2 separate regions of the Pungitius pungitius genome follow, and region 2 is linked to region 1. A link is a contact called in public Hi-C data. All regions are on one chromosome and are shown on one strand. Each heading gives the region's core, a stretch centred on a gene start, on an enhancer-like site or on the middle of the called end of the contact. The rest is flanking DNA. Distances are from core to core; before and after follow the strand shown. Region 1 holds the start of dpm3 (dolichyl-phosphate mannosyltransferase subunit 3, regulatory). Region 2 holds the start of cks1b (CDC28 protein kinase regulatory subunit 1B).

Evidence for each region. Hi-C and Micro-C count contacts between places; a contact is called where the count stands out from the background.
Region 2: a contact with region 1 is called in a Hi-C map of muscle, with 2.0 times the contacts expected there. The contact joins the promoter of cks1b here to the promoter of dpm3 in region 1. A contact is called at or near these places in 2 of 2 Hi-C or Micro-C datasets (both in muscle).

The regions. Positions count from the first base shown.
Region 1 is chr17:7,313,041-7,317,642 of fPunPun2.1, forward strand. It overlaps dpm3 (dolichyl-phosphate mannosyltransferase subunit 3, regulatory), which reads left to right and starts at 1,778. Exons shown (of 2, transcript XM_037473570.1): 1 at 1,778-1,832; 2 at 2,073-3,076. The coding sequence starts at 2,121. The coding sequence ends at 2,399.
Region 2 is chr17:7,461,909-7,466,510 of fPunPun2.1, forward strand. cks1b (CDC28 protein kinase regulatory subunit 1B) reads right to left here and starts at 2,563. Exons shown (of 4, transcript XM_037473573.2): 1 at 2,421-2,563; 2 at 2,111-2,178; 3 at 1,810-1,937; 4 at 389-1,292. The coding sequence starts at 2,169. The coding sequence ends at 1,243. pbxip1a (pre-B-cell leukemia homeobox interacting protein 1a) reads left to right here and starts at 3,625. Exons shown (of 10, transcript XM_062558321.1): 1 at 3,625-3,770; 2 at 4,546-4,602.

The DNA of each region.
Region 1 (4,602 bases), core at 528-3,027:
GTGTTGTGTCTGCCAGGCCTCCTCGGCTGGAACACAGGTTTCCTGAGTAGTGAAACGGAACCGGAGCTGGCAGGGGGATACACTGAGAAACGCCAGCTCGGCTGTTCCCACTGAGCGATGCAACGCAGGCAGAGCACAGCACGCGCTGTGATGTATGGCATGATGTGGGTGATCCCACCTGCATTCAGTTCATTCCATCGATGCAGTGGAGTAACTTTCAGAGGTGGATATGTATCATATCAAAACTTACTAAGTGTGGCAAGAAGCTCCAGGAGGTTTTGGGTTTAAGATGTGTACATTTTATTGAACAATTTGTTTATTTTAGACACAAATGGGTATTTATGGCGCGAATTGACAGAAGAAATGACGACAATCAGTAATAATTGAATCATTAATGAATTACTTTTGTTGTCCAGATTTAATTTGGGGTGGGATTTTAAATAGGGACATTTTGGAAAGCTCACCAAATACTTGCAGCACATCGATCAATAATGGAAGACATCATTAGCCGCAGCTTCTTGTGCCACAGCTCCTTGTGAGGCAGAAAACGCAGTATACAGGGCAAACATTTGGGCCATAGCATATACCATGACAGTTATACAAAGCCATTCACAAGATAAGTCATCTTGGAACAACATTGCAGACTTCAGGATTTCAAGATTTATGTTTCAGCACACCAACATAAACCAGGTCTATATTCTAGTCTTGCATAGAACAGTCTCCATAAACAGAAGCAACAGACTTTGCCCCTCTGGCAGACGCACAGATTGTCACTCACACCATTAACACTGGTGCAGACAAACATAAACACCGCCGTCCTAAGAATAACTCTCCATTTTTCCCAAAAGAATGATGTTTATTTCTCAGTGGCTCTTTAGTGTGTCCCACTCCCCAGCTAACTGGATGATGTTTAAGTCTACCACTCCTCCTCATTTCACCCTGTAGAGGTCTGTGCCCTCTGCACCTGGAAAGTTCACCTCCCTGAACGAACAGACATGCCTCCAAGCAACTAAGGAGACAGAGAGATCAAACAACAGTCGGCTCCCTGAGGCCCCTAATGAAATTGTTGGTGGATTCCTCACTCTGGAACAACATTAGTATTTAAGAATAGCTTTCAGCTAGCGCTAATGGTAAACTCATTTGTAAAATGCCTTGTCTAAATAAATAGGATGGCATGGAGAAACAGTTAACGGTCTAATGTGAGATAAAAGCCTGAGTGGGGGCCTCATTATAGACTCAGTTGAAACAAATATTTTTTTGTCTCTCAACTGACAGGGTGCTGGTATTGTTAATACATATACAAATACAAATACATATACATAATACAAAAGTCTAGGGCAGCGTTTTAATGAAAAACATAAAAAGTGACAGCATTTATTGAAGAGTATAATGAGGGGATGTAGTAAGTAATCTTTCTCACCACTATCTTCTTAGTTATAGAGGCCAATATCTACAACAAAACTGGCGACACAATAAAGCATGGGTTAAGTAGTACAAGTAACAAGAGTACAGTAATATATATGTATATAGAAGAATAAAAAAATCATGTAAACATTATATTAGAAACATTTAAAAACGTGGAACAAAATTATTTAGTTATTATTTTCTTATATCTCAAATAATGTACTTGAGGTCTACAAATTATTACTGATAACTATTTAAGCGTCTGATTAAATAGGTTTTTGATTCTGAATAATTAATTTTGTGGAAATGATGACCTTTATAATCCAAATTCAGTAGATATGTCGGAATTGGAATAATTGACTACATTTCCCAGCAGACATCACGGCTTACGTCATAAACGCGCGCTCCGCTGAGGTGGCTTTAGAGAGGTAAACACGTCGATACTTTCTTGGAAATGCATTTATTGAAATGAATGCTATGCAAACGAATGAATGGACCTCTTAGTTTAGTGTATTTCGTACGCATGTCTACCCTTGCTGCCTAATGTTATTTGCTTTGTCCTTCTTGTGTGTTGTAGCCATCGATAACGCCCAAAAGCTAACACGGTGCTACCATGGTGTGCTAAAGCTAACTGAATGAAGCCTTTTAGCCGATCCTTTCTGTTTCAGGTGCTTTTCTGCGGCTGCTCACCTGAAATCCCCGCGGCAGCTCTCGCCATGACAAAACTTCTGGAGTGGCTGTTCGGTGGGTCCGTGGTGGGAGCAGTCTGGGCTTTGGTCTCCTTCGACCTGTTGGACCTGAGCCTGCCTCAGACTTACAGAGAGGTGGCCTGGCCGATGCCTCTATACCTGCTGGTTTCATTCGGCTGCTACTCGCTGGCCACGGTGGGCTACAGGGTGGCCACCTTCAATGACTGCGATGAGGCGGCCAAGGAACTGCTGGAGCAGATCCAAGAGGCCAAAGTGGACTTAAAGAAAAGGGGCCTAAAGATGTAGAAGAAAGTGAGAATGACTGTGTAGAAACCTTAGAGAGACTAAACGGGATGCACGGACTGTTCAGATTGTTTAGGATGTCGGATGAAACACTTTTCTCCGAACCGTCACCCTTTTTTTCTTTTGTTTCCAGCAGACATGCTCGAACATCAATCACAGTCACCCATTATGCAGCTATTCTTCTTATTCAGTCACCTCTTGCAGATTGGATATTGATCAAATGGGCTTCAGGAAATTAGAAATTATCAGCCTGATGGATGTTGTCTGGGTTTCTTGTAAGTGACAGCACATCAGTGTGCACCATGGAGCCACATGTTTAATATTCCTACCATTAAAAGACCTCTTTCATGAAGTGAAACATTAAACTACACCAGCTGGTTTGAAGATGTTTAGAGCTGTTGGTTTCACTGCATGACACACCTGCAACCAGATTCTTTAAAAATGATTAAAACTGTTACACAGTAGTGTATTTTGTTGCTAAATGCACACACTTAATCCCCTCCGACTGTCACTGGTCAGAAAAAAGATAAAATCACTAAATATTGTCCAGGGATTTGTGCTTGTTTGTTTGGACTTTATTTATTCTGTAAAGAAGTGTACATTCCATTGTCCAACTTTCAGACTTGTGCCCTGTATGTATCGCTGAAAGTTAATTAAACTGCATTCTATTTTCTGCAGTTTTTCTGCCTGAAGATGTGTGTGTGTATTGGAGGTTTGCATAGAGCCAGGAGGTACGCAAGAATGTTCCTTCTCCGAGCATAACCCACATAGCCCGAGGCCTTTATATCATTTTCTCAATGCCTCTCTCTGTGCAGGAGACAGACTGCTTTTGTTCCAGTTTTGTCGTTGACGACATGACTACACTTTATACAGCATTTCCCTTTTTTTCCCTCACAGAGGTTTACTCCAAACCGAGAATGTTCGCTACGTATGTAGTCCTGAACTGATCTGATGTTGGCCAGTACAGTTCTTTTGTTTGCGCTTTTAAATGCTGCCTATGCTCATTTTCAGTGAGCTCCCGCTGGGCTAGAACAAAGCATAGCTCGGCCAAAGGCATCATTACTGGGTTTCAAAAGCTCTCATAACTTAAGAAGAAATACAAAAGCGTTAGCTGCAGCCCCATCATGCCTTGCACTGTCAGCCCCCCCCCTGTGGACGTCCGCAAGCTGTTGCAAGAAGGGATGAAAGGCAACCTGTTATTTAACAGAAAATCTACTTTTGGAAATTACACCAAAGGGTTTCCTTGGTAGTTATGTTCTCACTCGTAACCACATGTGACATAGGTAAATCGCTTTTCTTTGTCTCAATTTTTTCCATATCTAACTTTGAAGCCATCCATCTGCAGGCAAACGTACAAATCAAAATAGGCCAAACATTTTACAGACCCTGTGGATGCAGCACAAATAGTTTTGTGTTGTTCCCTTTAATCCGTTATTTCATACAGTAAGCTCCATCCCAGACTCATCTCTTTACGTGATGACAGACATTAAGTATAATCCTTGTACAGACAGCGATGTTTCAAAAGCCGTCCCATCAGAAACAAGCACAAAGCTTTTTTGTCCTTTTTCTTGGATCTGCATGTTTTTAATTTACAGCCAATGTGAGTTGCAGTATTTACGACAGAGGGACCGCCTGGTAGAGCACAGTAACACAAAGCGTGTAGCAGTATTGCAGCCACACATGTCAATATCTTGGCTTACCTTGAGTATTTCTACCTTCTCTTGACAATGATCTTATACCTGCAGGAATCAACATTCACACAGTCCCACATACTTTATATTATCATTGTTATCATTTACATTACATTACATGTCATTTAGCTGACGCTTTTATCCAAAGCGACTTACAATAAGTGCATTTCCACATAGCGATACAAACTCAGAAGAACAAGTAACAACAAAGTACAATTTTCATCAAATAAGCAGTTTCAAAACATGCTATAGAAAAGTGCCATTATAAGTACAATTTAAGCTAAAAGTGATTTAGATCACTTTTAGCTGAAAGCTTAACTAAACGAGTTTTGAATTAATGAAGCTGGTTTGTTGTGATTTAAACAAATAATTTATCCACTTGTATAAGTAAGTTCTGTAGACTTAACTCATATCAAAGTCATCTAAAATCTCTCAGTGATGTAACAGGTGTAAGTGGCCACTTCAAAATCCTCTTGCTTCAATTTTCCTCTTTTGAAGGGGGGGCTTCTGTATGA
Region 2 (4,602 bases), core at 1,313-3,812, 150 kb after region 1:
TTAAACTCTAACTGATTATTTTAATAACTATTGGGCAGAACAGCACTAAGCCTACACATCATTAAAACTAATTCCATCAAATAGTAGAACAAAAGTACACCATACACACAAGGCACAAGTTCAAAGATCAATTATTCAAGGCAAAGTGTTAGCCTCAGTGACAGCAGAGCAGCTCATATGTGGTAGTAAAAGGAAAAAAAAGGAGACAGACGATACACAGACACATCACAGTTGGTGCAAGTATTCAGAACAAGGACAGTGAAGGAGAGTGCCGTAAAGCAATAATATTTCAACATGACAATCGGAAACAACCGCTATTGGCTTTCAACCCCCCCCCCCCATTCAATGGTACTGATGTTTTTCCATAAGAGCTTTGAGTGAGGTCTGCTAACCACCACCGTCTACAACCCCACACCCCTTTTTTTTTTTTAAACTTTGATTTTAATAATGTGTCACTTGGCTCTGTATATTGCCCCCATAAGGCAAAGATTTAAAAGTTTCCATTTAGCTCATACAGGGGCAACACATTCATCAATACAGAGCAGCTCACTGCTGCAATAAGAGCCAGTCAAATGATTTGTGTTAAAGTAAGGCAAAGCCATCAAAGTAAGCTCTTATGGGAAAGGAACTGGATTAAAATGGACTAGTTAATAAATGACTCTTACGCAGCTTTTCATGCACATGACAAAAAAGAAAAAGTGTTAAACGCAGATGTACAGTATCATTTAACCTAAGCAGCAACATGTCACTCAAAGCCGCACTGTGATGTTTCAGAGTCAAACTTCATTTAGGATCCAGCCTGTCTGGCCTTTGACCTGAGCCTGACCCAGGAAACACTCAGTAAGAGTAACTGAAATGTTTGTACAGGTTTCACTCCCCATATCTTTTAACAATTGTTCTAAAAAGCTGGAATATCCAAGCAGGTTGAGCCAGTTTGACAGTTTTCAAAAGACCGTAAACTGATGTGAAGGTTTCCTGGCAAACGACGCATCGCTGTTATCACATGAAAAAGTCTTTCCCTGAAGAGACGGGTGATGGATTTTTTTCCTTCAACGCATACTCCAAGTCCACAACCAGTGTTCAGAAATGTCTCTGTCCTTCTTCAGGTCCAACATGATCAGCCCAAATCACAAGTCACCTACCACACAAAAGTTTGGGAATGACAGCAAAATCCTCTGGTTCGATGAGTACAGCTGTGGCAAGTAGGACTGACCTTTCCAAGGACTCTAAATTTCTCTCCCTTTATGCTTTTTGGCTAGGAAGAGGGCGACGGAACAGCAAAATGTGAGGCTCTGAAAGAAAGTGAACAGCATATAAAAATCATACTTCAGCTCCATTCATTGCATATTCGTTTCTTTAAAAAGTGGATCATATTATATAAAGCGCAGAAGGGATTTGAAAATAAAAAAAGTGTCCGTGGGACTGCAGGATGGGGGAAGACTGTGGTATTGAGATGCTTTGAGGAAACCCCTCCCATATTTTTATATATACCATTTAAAGGCCGTGGATTGGGGTGACACAGCTTCATAATAAAAGCTGCAACTCGACCCATTTCCAACGTAGCTTTAACTTTGAATCATTTTGTTTGTGTTGAACATGTGACAACTAAAAAAGTAAAACAAGTTGTTCAGTTTGTATGTACGGCAGCAAAATAAATTGCTGGCAAAGTCCGATTTAAACGAATATAACGTTACACTTTACACCAGTCAGAAGAACGTCTACATACGTTAGTGCTCTACGTCGGAATCCCGAATTCCCATTTGATCAAAACCGACGCTTTGCCTCTTCATTGTGACATGACATTAATACCTGGCTGGTGGATCATGTAATGCACCCATCCCTGGCTCTGCTGGACACCCAGGTTCCTCCACTCGGTCTCAGACATCAGATGGGTCTTGGGTACACGCTTTGCTATGTCCTTAGGAAGCATTACATGCCTGTCGAAGAGTGGATTAAATGATGAGTGGGGAGATCAAAAATGACCATGACGTGACGAGTTATGAACTGCCAAAAGTTTTGTAAACATGTCAGCTGGCGAAGGAGGTTACAAAATAACGTTAACAACAAGGTAATGTCAAATAAAAGCAGAATAACCACGAGTCTTACACACCTGTACTCGTATTTTTCATCGTCATATTTATCAGAGTAGTAGATCTGTTTGTGAGACATGGCGCAGCCCTGTTGGAAAGATGTTAGCATTAGTGGACATTCAGTTAAAAAACACCAAGTCAAATCAGACAAAATATTTAGTGGACAACGTGACAGCCAGTTTGAGTTTGCCTCGCTAAGTGAGTGTGGCTAACAGTTAAGCTAACGTGTCCGGAGTTAGCCGAGAACAAGCGTTTATCTTTGATAAGTTACGTAAAGGCCAAACTACTTCCTACCAACGGGTGACACAATGGATGCGGCTTCAAAATTACCTTGTGTGATTGCCAAAGAATCCTGAGTAGAAATGGCCTATTATTCCAGTTCTTTATACGCCCAGCAGTTGCAGGATGTTCGTCCCTCTTTGTTTCCCTCTCGAATGTTTGCTAGCCCGCTTTCTACCGTTCAAATAGACCTCGCCCCATCCTATTGGTCGAGCCAACCGGTTAACTCTCTTGCCATTGGTCTGTTCCATTTGTCGCATGAATATTACGTCGGCCCTTATCGGTTTTCTAATTGGTCACCATAATAGCAAAAAAAGAGCACATGGAACATGGAACATAAATCCACACATGACATACGATAGTCATTACATGATCACTGACCCATAGTTTTTTACTGTATTGCCATGTTAACATGTCTTTATAGACTCTCAATGTATTATAAGACATCAACATTTGTTCTAACTCATTTTATAGATTAATCTGCCATAATCATAAGAAAAATCAAACAGATATACATGTTTGGCATAAATGCATTTCACCCGTATAACCATATAAATAAATAATTCATTGACAGTATGTTGCATTACAAGGAAATAGTTATTTAGCTAATAACAGCCAACTATCGAAAATTCTACTTACACATTAATGCATCAAATTAAGACAATACTTTATTGTATATGTAGAGGCGATACATTTTATATCCATTTAATGTTATGAACGGTGTTTATTATTTTACTGAAGAAGTTAAATCTTTCTTTTATACTGTAATTTACATATGCAATAATCTGGAATTACAGACTCCATATTTTCTTGTCCTTCTGATTTCACATATACACCAGTGTGAGAATGTCTCGTTTATATATTAAAATGTTACATATTACATAGCAAAACGGAAGCAGGATGATGAAAATGATTGCTGAACAGGAGCAATCGGAGTGGAGGGGAAGTCCACTCTGGTAAGTACCGCCGTTCAAATATAACTGTGCAGACGTGTCAGTGTGCGGCTGGTCCTGGCTGCCGCTCCCTTCTGCACACACACACATATATATAGATCCACACGCATGCATCTGAAGGGTTCGGTTCACACGTGAAGTTGTATTATTAAAGACTTGGAGAAGGGTCTACTCATCACCTGCCACTCTCACCTGCGAGCGTCAATCACGCTGGGCTGCGCGTCGTTTTCCAGACTTCAGCCTTCTCTCCAATTGGTCCAGCCTTGGTCCAGGGGCGGGACCTCGGTAGCATGTGCTGAAATTCCATTGGACGAAAAGTGCCGTGAGTGACGTGACGCAGCTTGGAATTCCCAAAGTTCCCAAGTTCACAGGAAGAGAGCAGCGTTGTTATTCCGTTAAGCAAAACGTTTTGAAAGGAAAAAACAGCGAGCGACTGAGGTGTAAACCAGTTGGGTAAATGAAACGTCTTCTTTGTGTTCTTTGTGACGCAGTCGAAGCGCTCGCGACAGAGCTCGGCCTTTGAGGACGCGGAAGAGTGGGAGTGGGAATAGTCAGCCGACCATCCTTTGTTTACCATTACGTCCGAACTCTCTATGTGGTCGCGTCAGATACTCGAGCCCCTTTATTGTGTTTTCCACGTGTGCTTAAACAGAAGCTTCGCGCACACGTGAGTATTAACCGTGGTATGTGCGCGTGTGGATCAATGAACGGCTCGTGCCTGGGATTTGACCATTTTTGGGTAATTGAACCGCCTCGCGGATTCACCGGACGGACGATCCGAATGAACGGCCCAAAATAACAGCGGCGATGAAGACAATCCGCTGGTCCCTGTTTGTTTTCCGCGAGCCCTCTTTTAAACTGCGTGTTTTGTGGACGCCAACACGCGGTTACGTAACCCGTCTCAGCGACCGTCTGGGGTTTAACCCGTACATCTTTGCAGGGAATTTAGGTCCCAACCCTAACTCCAACATGAATGCATACTTAAATCCCCTCAGGCCAGAATTTGTATGATCGCCATCAAAATATGACACACAATAAACCCCAAATTGTCGTTTTGCTATCATTTCATGTCCCATTCACGTACATACTTTTCGTTTTGACTTAGCCGACCCATATAAACAAACAAATGGTGATGACGATGATGGAAACGTATCACCAGGCATGCATTGAGAATCCATCAGGCATGCTCAATAAACACACTTAATTTCTGTCGTCGTCTGCAGAAAATCCCAACAGCTGAGTCTGCACCGAGCTGTGCCAAATTAAGCCCAGACGAGGGC